Linked DNA regions of Ovis aries: region 1 is linked to region 2. The links are chromatin contacts, called in public Hi-C maps. All regions are on one chromosome and are shown on one strand. Each heading gives the region's core, a stretch centred on a gene start, on an enhancer-like site or on the middle of the called end of the contact. The rest is flanking DNA. Distances are from core to core; before and after follow the strand shown. Region 1 has its middle 24 kb from the start of KCNK18. Region 2 overlaps HSPA12A (heat shock protein family A (Hsp70) member 12A).

The links. A called contact is a pair of places that touch in the nucleus more often than the background predicts.
Region 1: a Hi-C map of hypothalamus shows a contact between it and region 2, with 5 times the contacts expected there. The contact joins two enhancer-like sites. A contact is called at or near these places in 5 of 16 Hi-C or Micro-C datasets (hypothalamus, liver, mixed tissues and 2 more).

Annotation. Positions count from the first base shown.
Region 1 is chr22:37,038,985-37,043,724 of ARS-UI_Ramb_v3.0, reverse strand. No RefSeq gene overlaps it. Among named protein-coding and RNA genes, the nearest start is that of KCNK18, 24 kb to the left of the region's middle. Within about 2 kb of position 3,329, at least 2 of the 54 cell types and tissues checked have an H3K27ac peak or open chromatin away from gene starts, as enhancers often do. A contact at or near this core is called in hypothalamus, where this site is marked.
Region 2 is chr22:36,602,146-36,606,868 of ARS-UI_Ramb_v3.0, reverse strand. HSPA12A (heat shock protein family A (Hsp70) member 12A) reads left to right here. Exons shown (of 13, transcript XM_027960462.2): 9 at 2,648-2,734; 10 at 3,299-3,403; 11 at 4,099-4,357. Among named protein-coding and RNA genes, the nearest start is that of SPMIP5, 12 kb to the right of the region's middle. Within about 2 kb of position 2,533, at least 12 of the 54 cell types and tissues checked have an H3K27ac peak or open chromatin away from gene starts, as enhancers often do. A contact at or near this core is called in hypothalamus, where this site is marked.

The sequences.
Region 1 (4,740 bases), core at 2,080-4,579, 440 kb before region 2:
AGAAAGTGAAGGAGAACTAAAGAGCCTCTTGATGAAAGTGAAAGAGGGGAGTGAAAAAGTTGGCTTGAACATTGAAAAAACTAAGATCATGGCATCCAGTCCCATCAGTTCAGTTCAGTTCAGTCACTCGATCGTGTCTGACTCTGCAACCCCATGAATCGCAGCACGCCAGGCCTCCCTGTCCATCACCATCTCCTGGAGTTCACTCAGACTCACGTCCATTGAGTCAGTGATGCTATCCAGCCATCTCATCCTCTGTTGTCCCCTTCTCCTCCTGCCCTCAATCCCTCCCAGCATCAAAGTCTTTTCCAATGAGTCAACTCTTCGCATGAAGTGGCCAAAGTACTGGAGTTTCAGCTTTAGCATCATTCCTTCCAAAGAAATCCCAGGGTTGATCTCCTTCAGAATGGACTGGTTGGATCTCCATACATGACTACTGGAAAAACCATAGCCTTGACTAGATGGGCCTTAGTTGGCAAAGTAATGTCTCTGCTTTTGAATATACTATCTAGGTTGCTCATAACTTTTCTTCCAAGGAGTAAGCGTCAGTCCCATCACTTCATGGTAAATACATGGGCAAACAATGGAAACAGTGACACTTTATTTTGAGGGGCCTCAAAATCACTGCAGACGGTGATGCAGCCATGAAATTAAAAGACGCTTACTCCTTGGAAGAAAAGCTATGACCAACCTAGACAGCATATTAAAAAGCAAAGGCATTACTTTGCTGACAAAGGTCTGTATAGCCAAAGCTATGGTTTTTCCAGTAGTTTGTATGGATGTGACAGTTGAACCTTAAAGAAGGCTGAATGCAGAAGAATTGATGCTTTTGAACTGTGGTGTTGGAGAAGACTCTTGAGAGTCCTTTGGACCACAAGGAAGTCAAACCAGTCCATCCTAAAGGAAATCAGTCCTGAATATTCATTGGAAGGACTGATGCTGAAGCTGAAGCTTCAATACTTTGGCCACCTAATGCAAAGACCTGACTCATTGCAAAAGACCCTGATGCTGGGAAAGATTGAAGGCAGGAGGAGAAGGGGATGACAGAGGATGAGACAGTTGGATGGCATCACTGACTTGATGGACATGAGTTTGAGCAAGTTTTGGAGTTAGTGACGGACAGGGAGGCCTGGCATGCTGCGTTCCATGGGGTCGAAAAAAGTTGAACATGACTTAGCAACTGAGCTGAACTGAACTTAGTATAGGGGGCAGGGAGAAAGGGACATCAACATGATATATTTACATAATCCACGATTCTGCAAGTGCTCCTCCCCACCTTCGTATATTTGATCATATTGTTGCTAACCTACCCCATCTCTTTTTATCTTCCTTCTCCCTGTGTGTTTTCAATTTATCCAATAATCTGTGAGATTAAAGCATCTTAACTTGGTCTGTATGCCTTTCTATTCTGTCACCTCTAGAATAGCTTGCCTGGTAGTGCATTTGGAGGCTAATTTCTTTACAACATATTGAAAGAGTGTATTGTGAATTACCTACCATGACTGCTAATTAGGGTGAGGGGTAGGGTTAAACTACTTTCTGAATCTAGCTACAAAAAAAGCCATTTCGTTGCCATTCAACCGTTATCCATTGTATTAACTGTTAAGAACAACTCAGGGACAGGAAAACAGCCATGGAGCTCACAGCAAAAGGAAGACAATCTGATGATTGCACAAATAAACGTGAAGTTTTAACAGTGATGAGTCGTCATGAAGAGAAAGTGTATGGTCCTCTGAGAGCATATGACAGGGGAATCTGGCCTGTTCAGAGAAGGCAGGAGTTAACGAAGCAAAGAGAAAGATGACTTGTGTAAGACCACATTTGGGACGACCAAATCCACTCACTCAGCAGCCAGCATGGACCCTGAGTAACTGGCCGCCTCTTGGGTGCAAGATACAAAGGACAAAGGCCAGTTCTGCCCCAAGGCAGGTATAAGAAAACACTTAGGATTGGGAAGGTCCTTGGAGAGCCCTACAGTCCAAACTCCCAGCCTTATTAATTCTCATTGATGCAAGCTTCCACCCCACCGAATGGTCATTTGTGAGTTCAGCCCTCCCAGGATTAAAAACTCACCTTGTAACAGTATCTCTGCCCCCAGTCTCATCCTTGAGTCCAAGTGAAATCCAGTTTTCAAACCTTCACTAGCTAAAGTCTCATTGAACTCTTGGGCTTCCCAGGTGGCGCTAATGGTTAAGAATCCACCTGCAAAGGCAGGATGGGTAAGAGACATAGGTTCCATCCTTGGGTAGGCAGATCCCCTGGAGGAGGGCATGGCAACCCACTCTAGCAGTCTTGCCTAGAGAATCCCATGCACAGAGAAGCCTGGTGGGCTACAGTCCATAGGGTTGCAGAGTCGGACCCAAATGCACCTGAAGAGACTTAGCAAGCATGGAACTCTGGCTTTAGGGGAAATAATCAAGATACAGTTACCTGCCTAGTCTAAACTTTACACGTATGATTTTTTAATCTTTATGACAGCCTGTGAGGTAACTCTACTGTAACAGAGAAAACCGGTACTTAGAAGGTAATTTGCCCAAGTCAGCTATTAAGTGACAAAATCAAGATTGAAATTCAGGTCATTCTGACACCAGACCTGAAACCCACAGGAAACCCAGAGAGCTCTAGCCAGGATTTTCGGCTAAAATGCAGCTTGCTGAGTTTTTGAACGCTCTCAGGGCGTTTTTCTCCAGATTCTTGTTCGAATGAGTCATCTCTCGCCATCGCGTCTTTCCGGTGGGATTTCGAGGGAGAGAAACTGCTTCACACAGAGATGTAGACAGATAGCATCGGGGACATTCATGTGACCGGCGAGAAGGCCGTGGAATATGTGCCTTTTCGGTTCACAGGATCCGGGCAAGGGGCGGTGGACACGAGGTTGTTGAGCGGGGACGTTTTCTTTTTGAAAATCCAGATGAATACGGTTTTCCTTCACCCCTGAATTAGGTGGATGGATGGAGTTTTTTTCTTTTCTTTTCTCAACCATAGCGCTGGCCTCCGAGGGGCCTAGCGTCCAGTGAAGCCCGGCAGTGGGGTGGGGTTACCCGGCATCGGTGGTTTCTATTCAGGGAGGACCAGGCCCGCTGCTGGGGAACGTGGAGGGGGCCTGGGCCAAGGGCGCTCCCGGGCCAGTTAAGGAAAGCCGCGAGCGCCTCTCGGACCGTCTCTGGGGACAAGGTAGCCACCTCCGTGGGAGATGGAAGAGTGGGACAGGCGGGCGAGGGCGCCCGGGTGGTCGGGCGGCGGAGGGGACCGGGAGGTCGGAGGGATCAGCCCGGAGCCACCAGGGAGACCAGCGCGCGCGGCTTCTTGCCGCCAGGGGGCGCCTCGCTCAGCGCGGCCGACGCCGGGGCTGCGCGCCGGGCAGAACAGTTGCGGAAAGGGTGGGCGGGGTGCGTGCGATCCAACGAAGCCTGGGCCCCACCAGAAAACTCACTCCGACGAGCGCTGGTGGCGCCCTCAACTCGGCCCCACGGGAGGGCGGGGCTTAGGACAGAGAGTGGGGGGCCTTGGGGGAGGCCTGGAAATTGACCGTGACTGGGGCGTGGAGGGTGGGGAGAGGGGTGGATGCCGGGCGTGGCTCCCAGGAGGCAATCGTCGGATATTTACCGACTGGGGAGCTCGGGGACTCCCATCGCAGGGAGCCGCTGGCCCGGGAACCTCATAGTCAAGTCCACTCCATAGCTGACTGCCGGTGCCCTGCGCCGCGACACCCGGTTACACGCAGTACACTCCCCGCACCAACCCCTGGTCCTCGAGACCTTGGTTTTAGGGTGAGGGAGCCAGGGAGGTTTCGCGCGGCGTGGGTACCTGGAAGCATCCCAGGGGACGCAACAGGCGTGGCCTCGCCTGTTTTCTGGACCGTCTGGACCGCTTGATCTCAGTTTCCAGAGAGGGAAGAGGTTTCTTCCCCGAACTTTTGTCCGGATGCTCGGGTGGGTCACTCTGATCTGAGATCGCCTAAGGTACTAGAGACCGAAGCAGACTCGATCAAAGGGTCTGAGGACACCCCAGAACTAATTAATTGAGTGAAAATTCGCGTCAAGGCCTGAGATTCCCGGGAGCCCCCCTCAGCTTCCGTAGGTGCCAACGCAGGGAAAAGGAAACTGCAGTTTAAAGAACATAGCCACTCCAGTGTTCTTGCCTAAAGAATCCCAGGGACGGCAGAGCCTGGTGGGCTGCCGTCTATGGGGTCGCACAGAGTCGGACACGACTGAAGCGACTTAGCAGCAGCAGCAGCAGCAGCAGCAGCATGAGTGGAAACGGAAGAGCGAAAGCCTATGCTTTCTAATGTCACACCAGAAAGGGCTTAGCCTCTGAAAAAAACAGCTGTGTGATCTTGAGCAAGTTACCCCACCTCTCTGAGCTCAGTTTCCTGCTCTGTAAAATGGAGATTTGAAAATTTACCTACCTCTGACCCATCACTGTGAAGATGAAGTGGGATAGTGAACGCGAAGCTCTTAGCCCTGTGTCTGATGCAGGTTAAGGCTGGGTGTGTGACATGTATTAGGCCAAGGTTCTCAACACTAGAAGCTGTCATAAACGGGGATGACTAGCTTCCCAGAGCCGAGAGGAGTGAGCTAAGACCTCCCTTCGAGCAAAGCCTGGGCCCTGGTGGAAGACACCCAGGAAGCGTGGGGACCCAGGGCACAGCCTTCAGGGCTATCACTGCTCTGTATCCACTTCTCCTGAAAACCAGAGTTAGCACCACTGTGGTGCTGCAGGACACCCCCCCCCCCCTTA
Region 2 (4,723 bases), core at 1,284-3,783:
AGGTCCTGGAGGAGGAGAGGGATGATGTGAGTGGGACTGTCACCAGTTGGTCTGGAGCTTTCCTTGTTCCTCAGCTTGAAGGCTGTTTCTGCACTGCCTGGGGGACTGGGCCCCAGGCTCACCCTTGGAGGGCACACATTCCCGTCCAGACAGAGCTCTCTTCCTCTTTGCAAGGTGACTCTGCCCCAGCGGCCACTGCTCTGCATTTTTAACCTAGGATGGAGGAGTCTGTGAACCTGAGCCACGAGACAGTGGCAAGAAGTGCACTTGTCACCAGGCTGCTGCCCCCTCAGCCTGCCAGGACCATGTGTTCGCCACCTGGATCTGATTCACCCAGAGCAAACGGAAACAGGCTTCCCTCCAGGTCTCAGGGCTCGATTTGCCTTTTTCTCACAAGGCGAGCTAGAGTTCACGTTTTACATATTCAGGATCGTTGTTTTAATTGGAAGAAAGAGGAATGTCTGCCTGGGCTCTCTATTTCATATACTGATCTTTACTCATTGTTCATAGATAGCCGCTCATGCCAGAATTAGCTGATTGAGCACAGCTCTCCTTGACACTTCTTAAGCACAACATTCACATAGAAGGGAACTGTTAGAATGCCTGCCCTTCCCAAGAGCTCAAGAGGTTTTGTTTTTCTTTCCTTTAATGTATCCTGTCATGCCCACACTGCTCCATGTCTGTGTCCTGTGCCTTGTGGGATTTGCTGTTTTCTGTGCTCAGAGGGGTGTCTTTGGTTTTTGAAATCCTCATGTTGTTGGCCACCATCCCTCAGAGGGTCAGTGAGGCAGGGGTTCCATCTTAACCTTGCTTTTTGGTGAGAACCTCCCTCCCAGAAGGACAGAGTGCTGTGTGGGAAGGCCTGGCAGAGTGCTTAATCAGGGGGTACCCAGGATGGCATCAGTAGCCTGAGTCCCCCATCCTGGGCCATTCTCTGCGTTCTGATGCCACTCCCGGATGGACGTCCAGTGGCCACCACTGAGGAGACCAGAGCTGGCACTCTGTCCCCAGTGCTGCAGGGGCCACTGTTGGCATTATTTGACTCCAAAAAGATTTAACGACATTAGTAAAGGCTACATTTTTCACAATCTTTGGCATATTTGCCTGCAAAACAGGATTTTCTGAGCGCTCAGAACATGTTTTATTAGCTTCACTTGGCTGTTTTTTACACATGCCATTTTCTTGGCCACCTAGACTGTTTTGGAAAGTCAGTCCCCACGGCAAAGTGTTCAGTGTAAGTTCATCTGGAGCTGGGCATAGGAGAGAAGCCCTGAGTCCGGGGACCCCGCAGGCCTGCCGGAGCTCTTTAATCAGGGGTGGCCTGAGGAGCTTAAGGCTGGCCCGATGTTGATGTTTGCCATTCTAATCCCCAGAGGAGATGCTGCTTTGTGAACACTGTGCTCCTTGCTGAAGGAAGCTGGGGGGTCAAGGGTCCTTTATTGGATAACAAGCAGCAGATGTAGGGCTGAGAGACTAAAGATTTGGTGGGGGGCAGAGCAGTGGATTAGAGCCTTTGTCTGTAAAACCAGGATTGCTCTAAACTGTTCAAGGTAGGGGTCATTTGTTGGGTTCACTGTCTCATACTTGGTGCTTTGCCTTCCTCATCACCTACTGTGTGCTTGGTATCACAGTGGGTGCTGACAACAAATCAGAGGGCCAGTCCCTGCTCAGCCTGCGTGGACCTTGGGCCAAGTAGTATCATCCCATTTTATGGATGAGGAAACAAGCTGAGAGAGGTTAAGTGATTTGCCCCAATCCCCATCGTGCGTATGCTCTGGTGCTTCCCAGGCTCCCTCTCACAGCATCTTTCCCTCCTCTTAACATTCCTATTCAGCGTTTTCAGACTTCATTCTAAATTGTTAAGTCTCAAAGGCAGGGGGTCTGCCCTCTGAGGGTTCATTTCAGGCTGCAAGACAGAGTCGTGGGAACGGCAAGTCCCTTGACCTCCCTGACATGGTTTCCTCGTCTGAACACAGGACGATGATCTGGGCCCTGTCCGTCTCACGGGGCTGTCGGGAGCCAGCGGGAGATGAAATACCTATGCATGGCATCACAGCCACTGAGTACCCCAGCCACCCCTAGGTTGTCCCGCATTGTGCAGGAAAAAGGCGGCGTCGGCTTTGCTAGGTTCAGCCGCGCCACCTTGTGGCGGAAGAGCATATCGACTTCAACGGAGTCTGGAAAGGGTTCCTGGCCGGTTTATGCCAGATCCAGTTAGGAAAACATACCCCGCATTCCATGTATCAGACCAAGTTCCTTGATGTGAAATTATTTAACCAAGCGCACTGCAGGCCATTTGGCAGACAGCTTCCTCCCTAGGGCAGCAGAGCCAGGAAACTGACCTATTTTATTTCCATTCCCCTGAAACTGTTCCTGGAGGAAGGGAATCTCACCACGGTGAGCTTTTCAGCAGGGCAGTGGCTAGCTCCAGGCAGATGAATAGATGGAGGCTGGTGGAAATAAGCTCCATGCTGTGGAAGAGCTGGCTTTGTCATTCCCCCTGTTGTACTTATGTAATCATTCCGATCGAGATCACCGAATGTTCTGTTCCCAAACCTCCCGTGCTCTTTCACCTCCACTGACTTCAGGGACTGCGGCTCTTTCATGCTTTCTCACCCGTTGTTATTTTCTTTGTGTTGGCCACTAGCTAAGGAACACGTACGACGTAATCGGCAGAGTCGGACCTTTCTGGTGGAGAATGTCATAGGAGAAATCTGGTCCGAGCTGGAGGAAGGTAGTGACCTTGAATGTCCTTTGCCCCTGCTGGATTGTGTGTGTGTGTGTGTGTGTGTGTGTGTTGGCAAAAATGCATTCCTATTTGTTCCTTTTACACTTTTGGGAAATGTTCCAAATCAGTTGGTTTCACAGACCTGCTTGCCCAGGGAGAGCTCTTTTTGGAGCTGTAATGTTGCATGTTCTAAAACCATATAGGCTCTTCAGAAGAAAAGTAGGAGCTGGAACTCACCAGTTCCAGGATAAGCCTTGTGTTATAAACAGCAGGTCATTCGATGGTGCTGTTACCTTGTCGGCTTGTATGTGCCAGGTATGCAGTGTCGTGTGACATGAATGCTTTAAAGATTCGTTCATCTGTGTTCACAGTCCATGCTAACCAGCACTTCTGGGCAGACGTTATCTCATTCTCTTTGGTCATGAATAACTCACTGTGCTCCTGATTAGCAAATCCATTGTACTACTGGGTGTTGATGGAGCTTAGCTAGGTACACCGTCATCACCTGCCAGATTGTTCCAGGACACAGTGGACAAGTGGTCTGTATAAAGGATGGCTGTTTTATACCAGGTGACAAGTATGTGGTGGTGGACAGTGGCGGTGGCACCGTTGACCTGACAGTCCATCAGATACGGTTACCAGAGGGGCATCTCAAAGAACTGTACAAAGCAACAGGTAAGCCTGAGAAAATGAGGGAAGTGGCTAATGTTCTCATACCTGAGCTGTTTTACTCATTTCTGATTTCTCTCAGCATCTCATTCTTTCAATGCCATCAGCACGTGGGATTATGAGCAATATGGATGTGTGAGACCAGAAAGCAAAATGCCATTAAATGGCCTTTAAACACAAACCGCCATAACTTGGGTCTGGGCCTAAAGAGAGCCTGTTTCAGATCCTGGCCATGATCATCACCTGTGATTTGGTGCTGTGGCTAAGCTTTCCTGGGAGGTCCCAGGATGAGACCACCAAACCAGAGAACGTCTTGTCCTCTTAGGATGGAAGGGATGAGTAATTAGTAGGTCACAGGGACTCGGTGAGGTCTGCTGGCTTCACTGACTCTGTCCTTAGATTTCTTGGGCAGGAATACCACGATGCTCCCAATTAGCTAAATGCATTGGTTTTATTTAACATGTAAATAATTTTAAACCGATTTTTGATGAGTGATTTTTATAGGAAAGTTTTCCCATGTGGAATAAGAAGAACATAAGGGTTTTAAAGAGTAAGTAAAAACACACAGCCATGGTCTGCTGGCTAAGTGGGCCCACGTTTGGGCTACTGTCTTTGGCAGAACCCAGGGTAGGCTGCTACTCAGACTTCGGATTCTGTTTCTGTTTTTGACAGAGTGGTCTCCCATTTTGTTCTTGACCCAGGTGGACCCTATGGATCTTTAGGAGTAGACTACGAATTCGAAAAGCTTCTGTGTAAAATATTCGGAGAGGATTTTATTGAGCAATTTAAAATCAAGCGTCCTGCGGCCTGGGTTGACTTAATGATTGCATTTGAGTCTCGAAAAAGAGCAGCTGCCCCAGACCGAACTAACCCACTGAACATCACCCTGCCCTTCTCCTTCATTGACTACTACAAGAAGTTCCGGGGACACAGCGTAGAGCACGCCTTGAGGAAGAGCAAGTGAGTCGGCTCACATTTGGCTCAGGACAGTCCAGACGGTAGAACATGTTGATGGGAGGGAGGAAGGGGGTGTGGACTCTGAGTTCCAATCTTACACGCTTGCTGTGTGACCTTGGGCAAGTGACTCAACTTTTCTGGTCCTTAGTTTTTTCATCTGGAACATGGGCATGATAATTCCACTTACCTCAAAGGGTTGCTGTGAGGATGAAATGAATTCATATATGCTTAGCACAATGCCTGGGACCTAGAAGGTGCTATTTATGTGTTAGCTATGATTATGCACTAAAAAGATAAGCTTTACGAAAGCAGGGAAGTTTGGCTCCTGCTTTGTCCCCAGAGTCCACAACAGAACCTGTTGTGGGTTCT